3 separate regions of the Sus scrofa genome follow, and all the other regions are linked to region 2. Evidence: chromatin contacts called from public Hi-C and HiChIP or PLAC-seq data. All regions are on one chromosome and are shown on one strand. Each heading gives the region's core, a stretch centred on a gene start, on an enhancer-like site or on the middle of the called end of the contact. The rest is flanking DNA. Distances are from core to core; before and after follow the strand shown. Region 1 holds the start of YEATS4 (YEATS domain-containing protein 4). Region 2 holds the start of CCT2 (chaperonin containing TCP1 subunit 2). Region 3 holds the start of FRS2 (fibroblast growth factor receptor substrate 2).

Region 1 (3,346 bases), core at 125-2,624, 230 kb before region 2:
TGACTTATTTTAAAGGAGTTTTGGGAAAAGGTAAAAGATATGTATTCAATCCATTAACTTTCCCCAAAAGTTATCAATGTGTTTTACATATTTGATTAATTTTATTTTATTAAATGTTATTCTGCCTTAAAAAATACTTAGGGTAAAAATTTTTTTATTTCCTTTTTAAAATTTTTAAGCAAAGAATTAAAATTTCCTTGAGAAACAGGAGGAAAACAGAAATAGGAAAGATGGAGAGATCATTTTAAAGAGCAAATTTGGGTTTCAGAGATCACATTCTGAAAGCCATGATTTGAGAAAGGTGAAGTTCAGGAGAGGGAATAGAAGACAAAAAATCCTGTATTATGTTGTGAAGGATGTTGTTTGACAGCGTGCTTTAATAAGACCTCACTGATTTCAACCACCTTTGGGGGAAAAAAAAAAAAAGCATGTGGAAACAATGGAAATGTTGACAGCCTGTTCAAAATCGACTTTAAAAGATAATTCAGAGATAGAGCCATGCAGGATTAAAGATGTGTTTGGTTGGGTTTTGGTAGGAAAGATTTAAGTTTGTTTAACACTTCTTAAGAAAAAAAGCCAAAGAAAAAAGACTTAAGATACAGGGTGGAGTGGAGATAGTTAATAAGGCAAAATCCTTGAGAAAGGGAAAGAGAATGAGATGGAGATTAGAGACGAAGGAGTGATTTCAAACTGGAAGAAAACTGCCCCTTGAACAGAAAAGAAAGGAAGGGAGGGTGGATATTGGACAAATCAAAGCTTGTGTTTAGGTCTGGTGTCATCGCGTTCCGCTTTCTCTGTGAAATAAGATGCAAAGTTATCTGATCAGAATGAGAGGGTTGGTGTTAAGGTAGGAAGCTTGAGGAGCCTAAGGAAAAGTTTAGGATAGCTTCTAGTTTAAAATAAAAGAAAAAGAACATCTGACCAGCACCTACTACTTTGAATTAGAGATAATTTAGCACTTCACTAACCTGCAAAGTAGTTAGTACCACATAAAGGTACAGGGTGGAGAGGCTTGTGCCATCCGAGAATCTAAACAGAGTAGAAAAGGAAAGAGAGGAAGGATGGAGTAAATAAAAGAAATTAATGGTTCATGCACGGAAGGCAGAGAGGACTGGACGAACACAACTAAAAACTGTGGGTGGGCGAGATTTCATGAATTTAATTTCAGAACTCTAATGTTCTGGCGATGGCAAAGCACTGCCTCGATAAGAATGTTCCTCTGTCCTTACGAAGCTAGGTGGTCTGGGACGGCGACAGAGTGCATGGAGATTTCCCGGATCCTCTAACCCGGACAACCAGAACCCCCGCGCGCCGCGGGAAAGGGCAGCGGCCCGGCGCGTGCGCAGTGTGCACGACCTCCTCGCGCCTGCGCACGCGGTTCCGCTCTCCACCCGCACCGGGCTGAATGGGCTTCCGGGACGCCGCCCGCCGTGAGGAGTTGGCGGATCCTCAGCGCCCCGAGCCCCTGTGACTCGCCCTCCTTCGGTCAGAAACCCTCCTCCCGGGCCCGCGCGGGAGGAGCGGGACCTCTGAGGGGAGCGGCGAGCCCGCCGGCCCCGGTCTCTTTCCCTGGCGGAGGCGGCTTCTTCCGTAGGACAATATGTTCAAGAGAATGGCCGAATTTGGGCCTGACTCCGGCGGGAGAGTGAAGGTCAGTGCGCGGCCCGCGCCTACCCTCCGGGATGGCTCTCTCGCCCCGGCTCCTCCCAGCGCGACCGGGGGAGGGCCCGCTTGTTCCCTCTCGCGCCTTCTCGCCTCGGGCGGGAACCACGGTTTCCGGGCGGACGGCGAGTCCAGGCCCCCGAGGGATAACCGTGGTTTCATTGGGCCCCAGCTGAACGCGTCACCGCCACCCTCCCGTCCCCGCCAAGAAACAAACTTAGTCAGTGGTCAGGCGGGAGAGCTGGACACTGTTGCCGGGAAACAAGCCCGGGGTAGGAGGCCCTGGATTGCTGCTCCTTCACTGACAGCCTGGGTCAGCTGTATAGGGCGGGGTGGGAGGGGTGTGGGGGTGGGTACCACCTATTTTGAGGATAATAACTATAACAAATATTTCATACGCACTTGCTTTGCTAAGTAAGCACGGTGGAGAAACGCTTTACCCGATTCTCTGATTCAGCCCCTACACCAACCTTACAGAGGCAGTATTACCCCCAGTATTTACAAGTGCGGTAAGCGAAGAATTGGGGAATAGAAAAATTAAGAACACTTATCTAAGTTCATGGTGTTCTTAAAGCTCCAGAGGTGTGGCCGAGATACTAATCAAGGTATGCAGAGAACATAACACTGCCTGGCACATAGGGACCATTCAGTACGGGCTAGCGTCTTAGTTTTTAATTCAAGTTATCATAAAGCCTACGGTGATGTTTGATACTGGACACATTTCCTTTCCACTCTCCTACATCTTTTGGCACGTTAATTTTTTATGACAGACGAACTGGTTCCTGATATATATATTTTTACCCCTTCTGTTTTTGTTTGTTTGTTTTAATGGTGTTACTCCTACTTATGGAAGTTCCTGGGCCAGGGGTGGAATCCCAGCAGAAGCTGTGGCAACGACTTTAACCCACTGCCTGGAGCTGAGGATTGAACGCTTGCCTCCGAATCTACCCAAGCAGTTGAATTCTTTTTTTTTTTTTTTTTTTGTCTTTTTGCCATTTTCTTGGGCCGCTCCCACGGCATATGGAGGTTCCCAGGCTAGGGGTCGAATCGGAGCTGTAGCCACCGGCCTACGCCAGAGCCACAGCAACGCGGGATCCGAGCCGCATCTGCGACCTACACCACAGCTCAGGGCAACGCCGGATCGTTAACCCACTGAGCAAGGCCAGGGATCGAACTCTCAACCTCATGGTTCCTAGTCGGATTCGTTAACCACTGAGCCAAGATGGGAACTCCGCAGTTGAATTCTTAACCCACTGTGGCCACAGCAGGAACTCCCCGGTTCTGATTTTTATTTACTGTAGAAAGTAAATTTTTCTTTAAAAAGAAATCACTTACTTTTGCACCAATTTAGTTGATCTAGGGTTTTGTTGTTGTTGTTGTTGTTTTTCTTTCTTTCTTTCTTTTTAGGGGCACACCTATGCACCTAGGGCATATGGAAGTTCCCAGGCTAGGGGTTGAATCAGAGCTGTGGGTGCTGGCCTACGCCACAGCCACACAGCCACAGACAGATCCGAGGTGCATCTTTCACCTATACTGCACTTTGCAGCAAGGCAGGATGCTTAAGCTACTGAGAAAGGCCAGGGATTGAACCCACATCCTCATGGATATTAGTGGGATTCTTAACCTGCTGAGCTACATTCTTAACTCACTGAGCCTAGGTTTTTGTTTTGTTTTGTTTTAAGCC
Region 2 (3,507 bases), core at 792-3,291:
GGCCAGAGCCACAGCAACGCGGGATCCGAGCCGCGTCCGCAACCTACACCACAGGTCACGACAACGCCAGATCATCAACCCACTGAGCAAGGCCAGGGATCGAACCCGCAACCCCATGGTTCCTAGTCAGATTCGTTAACCACTGAGCCACGACGGGAACTCCTGAAAATCATTTTTAACTCTCTGGCCATACAAAATCAGGTGGTGAGTTGGATTTGGCTCCCCATGGTTTTTCAACCCCTGGAGTAAATTAACCTTTTTAGAATTTTATCTGAAGGGTAGAAACAATAATTGAAAAATCTATTAATGTTAATAATTGCCAAAATCCAAGTGCTCCCTAGGTGAATAGTTTTTTTTTTTTTTTTTTTTTTGGCTTTTTAGGGTGGCACCCTTGGCATATGGAAGTTCCCAAGCGAGGGGTCAAATCGGAGCTACAGCTGCTGGCCTACACCAAAGCTCACAGCAATGACAGATCGTTAACCCACTGAGTGAGGCCTGGGATCGAACCCACATCCTCACGGATCCTAGTCGGGTCTGTTAACTACTGAGCCACGGAGGGAACTCCTAAATAGATTTTTTTTTTAAGCACAAATATTCTACTTTGAACATCCTAGAGGGTCAACGTAAGGAAAATAGAAAACTTCTTAATAAACAGAAATATTTACGATTGATCTTGCTCTCTACCACAGCTTAAGAGGATGTTGGTCATCCCTACAACTGTGAGTGATGGTGCTGGTGGTGGTGAGCCCTCCTAAAAATGAGCAAGCAGGGCAAAGACAAAGTAAATGTCTCTGTCAGAGCTCACAAGACCTTGTCCTGGTCAGTCCAATTAAAAAGTGTTCTAAAATTCAATAAAAGAAATGCAATTCTTGGAGTTCCTGTTGGGGGTCAGTGGTAATGAACCTGACTAGTATCCATGAGGATGCGGGTTCCATCCCTGGCCTCACTCAGTGGGTTAAGGATCTGGCATTGCTGTGGCTGCTGTGTAGGCCGGTGGCTACAGTTGTGATTCAATCCCTGACCTGGAAACTTCCATATATCTCCAGTGAGGCCCTAAAAAGACAAAAAACAGAAGCAAACAAAACAGAAATCTGTGTTCCTCTGTATTAATAATGCTCAAAATTGGAGTTCCCGTCGTGGCGCAGTGGTTAACAAATCTGACTAGGAACCATGAGGTTGCGGGTTCGGTCCCTGCCCTTGCTCGGTGGGTTAACGATCCGGCGTTGCCGTGAGCTGTGGTGTAGGTTGCAGACGCGGCTCGGATCCCTCGTTGCTGTGGCTCTGGTGTAGGCCGGTGGCTGCGGCTCCGATTGGACCCCTAGCCTGGGAATCTCCATATGCCGTGGGAGCGGCCCAAGAAATAGCAGGAAAAAAAAAAAATAATTAAAAAAAAATAATGCTCAAAATTAAACTAGCAGTAAAATATTATAACACTTTAAATTGTGTATATGTAGCACCTCAAGGCAAAAATTTTTTAAGGTTAAATTTAAGAAAAAAACCCTCCGCGTTCCCATGGTGGCTCAGCGGTAAAGAATCCGACTAGTATCCATGAGGACGCAGGTTCGATCTCCTGCCTCACTCAGTAGGTTAAGGATCCAGTTTTGCCGTGAGTTGTGGTGTAGGCCGCAGACTCCACTCAGATCCCACGTTGCTGTGGCTGCGGTGTAGGCCGGCAGCTATAGCTCCGATTAGACCCCTAGCCTGGGAACTTCCATTTGCCTCAGCGCAGCCCTAAAAAGAAAAAAAAAATTAAAACTTGCAAGAGAAATCTCCGTTGCTATGGCAACCCCCAAGGGCGGCGAGGCGTCTCTTCCATCTTGGGGCGTTCTGCTTCCAAACCGCTAGTTCCCAAGCAAAACGTCACACCCTCCTTTCCTAGTCCTGAGCAGGTGGCTCCGCAAGGGGCAGAGGGCAGCCAAGGCCCCGCCCCTCGAGCTTGACTGGCAGCGTTTCCGACCCGCGGGGCTCCCTTCGAAATGCTGCCCCTTCCCTTCCCCCCAGGGCGGCGCCCATAAGGAGCCGCGCGCCGGCCCGGGCTCCGCCCCCTGCGGGAGAGCGTGTGGCGTCACTTCCGGCCTCTTTTCCCTCTGGACCGGATCGCGAGCTGTGAGGGGTGCGCGTGTGTACCGAACTCCTCGGAACCATGGTGAGTCTGGTCCCGCAGTCCCTGCCCAAGGCCCCCAGTGCCGCGCCGCCCTCTGCCCATCTCTGTGTTCCCAACGACGCGGGCTCCCTGAGTCTGTCCCCCGGGGCCGCAGCACATGGCGCAGGCCGCGGCGTGTGGCCTGCGCCGGGCCGGCGTGTGAGGCCCCCGGTGCGGGCCCGAGGGAGGAGTGGGCCTTAAGGCCAGCGTCTTATTCGGAGTCGGCCTCTCCGCAGTCTCAAACCTCAAGGGCCGCGTTTCACCCCAAGCAGAGAAATTTCTAGTGCACCGGGCGGGTCGGCGAGGCGGACCCCGCCCTCCCCCTCGGGGCGGAGCCTGGAGCGGCCGGAGGGCGAAGCTGGAAGCGGGGCCGCTGTGTTCCCTCGTCCGCCTGGCGGTCGTCGCGCGAGTGGGCTACAACCCCGGCCACCTCATTTTTAAAATCATCTTTGAACTTGCTGTACACCGATAATCTCTCTGACGTAGAATTTTTATTTTTGGAGCATTTGTGGTTCTAAACAGCAGTGTCACTTTAGTCCCTCCCTCCGCTTTAAATACCGCCCCGGTGATGAAGAGCTTCATTTGTTTAAAAAAGGACGCTATTCTGCAAACTGATTTTCTCTTAGATAGCAACTGGTAAGTCTAGTGGAAGGTATCCAAGTATATGTGTTAAGGAGTACTGGTACTTAGACTGATTCTTGTTTGTCCCTTTTAGGCGTCCCTTTCCCTGGCACCTGTTAATATCTTCAAGGCTGGGGCTGATGAAGAGAGAGCAGAGACAGCTCGTCTGGTAAGCCTCGTTCTTATTCTTTAAAAGATACAATAGTGGAGGGGGATGTTCGTTTTTTGTTTTTTTGTTTGTTTTTTCACAATTTAAGACTCTTAAGTTGATTTTCATCATCTCTTTAATCTTTACTCCAGTCCTCTTTTATTGGTGCCATCGCTATTGGAGACTTGGTAAAGAGCACGTTGGGACCCAAGGGCATGGTAAGAAAAATAGGGATTTTTAATACTGTTTTAGAACTTTTTGTAGAAATGTAATAGCATGCTTTTTGAAGACGCTTTTAAATATTTAATTGTTGATTATACTTAAAGACTTGTGTGTATTTTCCTTATTAAAAATCAGTGACTAAAGTCCTCTTTCATCTCAAATGCCACTCCCCTCCCCAGTCCTTTTGGACATAAACATAATCAATGCCTTTGTTCTTATGTAGAGGTAAGGGTATCTTATGTGTTAGGTGTTTTTTATGTATTGTCATTGTAACAGAACGTTGTTTTATCTCTTCACAGATAATATTTGTATGTACTTTTTCTGTAACTTGGTTTTTTTAAATTCCTTTCGGTGTAAATGTACCCGTCCTCTT
Region 3 (3,515 bases), core at 458-2,957, 130 kb before region 2:
CAAAGGCATCGTTTGCATCTTAAATTCATAATAGCAGGTTCTGAACTATTTCCCTTTCCCCTGCCTTTCTTAATAGGAAAAAAAAAAAAAAAAAGACTTCTCCTCCTCTACAGTTTGAAGAGATGCTTGTAAATTTGTTTTGCAGATAGTGTTCATGCTAAGAGGCTCTTCCTCCACCCCACCCGCCTATCTGGTCTCAGATACAGAAACTGCCTCAGATATTCGGTGCCTTCCTGATTTTGTGGTTAAAGTATCCCTTTTTTTTTTCCCCTTCTTCCCTGCCTGGCATCTGACTCTAGGTCCTCAAACTGTCTCAGCTCATAGCGTCACAAGTATCCAGGCTGGCCCCAAGGACATTCTTTGGCTCACCTACCTTCATTTTTCCCTTTGCCAAAACCTCTACTCTTTATTTCCTTAACTAACCTTTTCTATCGCCTGTTGCTAACCCATAGTTTTCAAAATTACCCTCTGCTAAAGTGACTCTACTAGAGGAAAAATTGTTCTTATTAGTGATGAGGGAAGAAAATTGTTGATTTTTACCCAGTCCTACGTGGATACTAGTACACCACAGCTTATCAAGCATTTTCATTTTGAATTCCTACAAAAATCCAGAGATGATTATATATATATATATGCATACACACACATCAAATACATCAACTGTATTACAAATAAAGAAACAAGCTGAGAGAGGTCAAGCAACTCGCCCAGGGTGGAAAAATAAAAATAAACGACAAGATCCATGCAGTAAGAGTCCAGAGTCCCCAAGCTCTTGACCTCTATTGAAATTCCAAGTGATGATGGAATATAGGAATATAATTTAGTTCCTGCCCTTAAAGAATTTATAATTCTTTTTTTTTTTTTTTTTTTTTTTGGCTTTTTGTTGTTGTTGCTGTTGTTGCTATTTCTTGGGCCGCTCCCGCGGCATATGGAGGTTCCCAGGCCAGGGGTTGAATCGGAGCTGTAGCCACCGGCCTACGCCAGAGCCACAGCAACGCGGGATCCGAGCCGCGTCTGCAACCTACACCACAGCTCACGGCAACGCTGGATCACCACAGCTCACGGCAACGCTGGATCGTTAACCCATTGAGCAAGGGCGGGGACCGAACCCGCAACCTCATGGTTCCTCGTCGGATTCGTTAACCACTGCGCCACGACGGGAACTCCCCAAGAATTTAAAACTTGTGTTGGGGTAGGTGAGATTTATACACACAAGTTAAAATAAAGAGCCACCGTTTTTGTATTGGTACTGGTCTCCTCCTCTGCAAGATGTAGCTAACAGCACCGACCTCAAGGGGCTTGGGAATGATTAAACTGAGTAAAGCGCTTTATACAGCGACTATCACGCAGTATGCGGTCAATATATGTTAACTTATTATTTTTAAAGGAGGCAGATTAGAGTGGTAAGAATACTGGAGAGATCCAGGAGGCGGGTTGTAGGCGCTGGACCGTTGCATCTAAGTTCTCCGAGCCTCGGTTTCCTCTTCTGCAAAAGCAGGTGCCTGGAGTGGAACACGTCGAAGGAGGCAGCGGGAGTCTGGAGAATCGAGGGGCCGCGGCGCAGAAAGGGTTAGCGTCGGATTTGCCGGCGCCGGCGGGAGGGGCTCTGCCCCGCCCCACCCCGCCCCGCCCGGGAGGCGCCGGCAGCTCCAGCCTGTGAGCAGTTCCGGTGCCAAAACCCTTCCCTCCCCGCTCCCCCGGAAGTGCTTTTCCATAGTTCGAGCCGGAGAGAGGCCTTGTAGGTACTGCCGCTGAGGCTCGATCGGCTCGGAAGAGGGGCTCCTGCCTAGGTGGGAGCCCGGGGGTCCGCGCCTGCCGACCCGTGCCCTGCCCGCTCCCAGCGCCCAGGCGGACGGTGAGTGGCCGGCGGAGCTGACTGCGACGGCCGCGGGCCGCGTCGGGGCTGGCGCTCTCGGGCCCCCGCTGCCCGCTTGGGACTCCGGGCTGCAGGCTGGGCTGTCGGGGTTCGAGGAAGGGGGTTGTCGACCGCCGCGGTCTTTGCCGAGCCTGCGGGGCGGGAAGAAGCGGGTGGCTGGGCCGTGGGGTGGGCGGGGCGGAGCCGGGGTGGGGGTTCCTGGAGCTGTTGTTGCTGTTGGGACTCTAGAGTAAGGATGGGCTGGGCCTCCGTCCATCCGACCCCTCACTTAAGCTCCCCCAAGTACTCGCGCTGCCTCTCGGATTTGGTTTTCTCTCTCCGACCCGAGCCTGGGAATCTAGACCTCAGACTCAGTCTTGGGCTGTAGTTCTCGACTTTTGCTGTCTCTGGATCTGTCCTCGGGCTCGGTAGTTAGCTCGGGTTCCAGGGGTGTTGTCTCCTCCGACCCAGGGTTGGGCGATGCGTGTGTAGATGTCGGGGATCTTTTGCAAGGCTTTCCAACCAGACCCGCTTAGGGGTTGCCCAGGATCGATTGGGACCGGTTTTGGATACGTAGGTCACTGTGGGAGCAGCGCGCCTCCCATGATCTTTACTCGCTTGAAAGCTTACTCAAGCCGTTGTTGAAGTGACTTCTTAAAAAAAACAGCTTGCTTGAAGAAAAGCAGTTCAGGTAAATTCCCTCTTTTTCTCGGCAGTAAGAAATGATGCTATTCTCTAATCTGTACTCCTAATTTCTGTGGCTATCTGAAGTCACAGTTGTATGATGAGTTCAGTCTGTGGTTGTTGCACAAATTGACTGCAGAGGGTTGGAGAATTATACCTCCTCTTTCCCGACGTTTATATACCTTCATATTTGGGACTGTCATTTTCCTTAACTTTTAAAGAAAAATTGTTCTCTATAACTCCTAGGAGGTTCCTTATACTGTTACAGCTGTTGCTGCAATGCAGAGGTTCACACAAGTGGGTAGAGGTGTTTTGTTTTATGTTTTTTTAATTTATATTATGAGGTGTTTACTTTGGAGTAATTGAGCATTTCCTAGAGGAGCAAGTGATGTAGGTAGTTTTTTTTTTGGTGAACAGATTTTAGGTAATAAGCTACTCCTGAAAGGTTGGTAGGAAATAGGATTTACTCAATTTAATCGTGATTTTGAAATTATGATCGTAAGAGAAAGCAGTTACTGCAGATTTTGACTATCAGCGGATGACCATTGTTTTTATAAAGTATCTACACAGCACGTTTGTGAAACCTGTGACACTTTCATGTACTTCTTGTCTGGTGCTTATATTAGGGCTTATACTGTAGTTTTTGGGGGTTCTTATCTGCTTCTCTTTCCTCCCACCAGTGAAAGGGGAGGCAATATCATGAATTAGGGAAAATAGACTGAAGTGACAAGTTCAGTGAGCTCTCTTATGCAAAAGAAAATTTATTTTAGGCTTGTTGATATTTAACAGGCAAAGGGTGGATGATTTTTAAAGTTCCTGGAAAAAATTGTAGACAAAAAAGTTAGTTGTCCAACTTTTAGATTTAGATAGAAACCATAGATTCTTAGCTACTTGAAATTCTCTAGTTCTTTTAGAGCATAGGGTTGAAATATTGGAATTGAGAGAATCTGGAAAAGGAGTTAAGTTAGATACGGTT

The links. Hi-C and Micro-C count contacts between places; a contact is called where the count stands out from the background. HiChIP or PLAC-seq counts read pairs in DNA pulled down with a chosen protein or histone mark.
Region 1: an H3K27ac HiChIP or PLAC-seq map of alveolar macrophages shows a contact between it and region 2. The contact joins the promoter of YEATS4 here to the promoter of CCT2 in region 2. A contact is called at or near these places in 5 of 5 promoter capture datasets (fetal liver, fetal skeletal muscle, liver and 1 more), 12 of 47 Hi-C or Micro-C datasets (blood, embryonic fibroblasts, fetal skeletal muscle and 7 more) and 2 of 2 datasets of contacts at active chromatin or transcription factors (alveolar macrophages and skeletal muscle).
Region 3: a contact with region 2 is called in a Hi-C map of liver, with 4 times the contacts expected there. The contact joins the promoter of FRS2 here to the promoter of CCT2 in region 2. A contact is called at or near these places in 2 of 5 promoter capture datasets (fetal liver and liver), 10 of 47 Hi-C or Micro-C datasets (alveolar macrophages, brain, embryonic fibroblasts and 5 more) and 2 of 2 datasets of contacts at active chromatin or transcription factors (alveolar macrophages and skeletal muscle).

The regions. Positions count from the first base shown.
Region 1 is chr5:33,625,442-33,628,787 of Sscrofa11.1, forward strand. YEATS4 (YEATS domain-containing protein 4) reads left to right here and starts at 1,375. Exons shown (of 7, transcript XM_021091975.1): 1 at 1,375-1,651. The coding sequence starts at 1,601.
Region 2 is chr5:33,856,496-33,860,002 of Sscrofa11.1, forward strand. CCT2 (chaperonin containing TCP1 subunit 2) reads left to right here and starts at 2,042. Exons shown (of 17, transcript NM_001170520.2): 1 at 2,042-2,146; 2 at 2,859-2,933; 3 at 3,065-3,130. The coding sequence starts at 2,144.
Region 3 is chr5:33,723,749-33,727,263 of Sscrofa11.1, forward strand. FRS2 (fibroblast growth factor receptor substrate 2) reads left to right here and starts at 1,708. Exons shown (of 10, transcript NM_001243209.1): 1 at 1,708-1,855.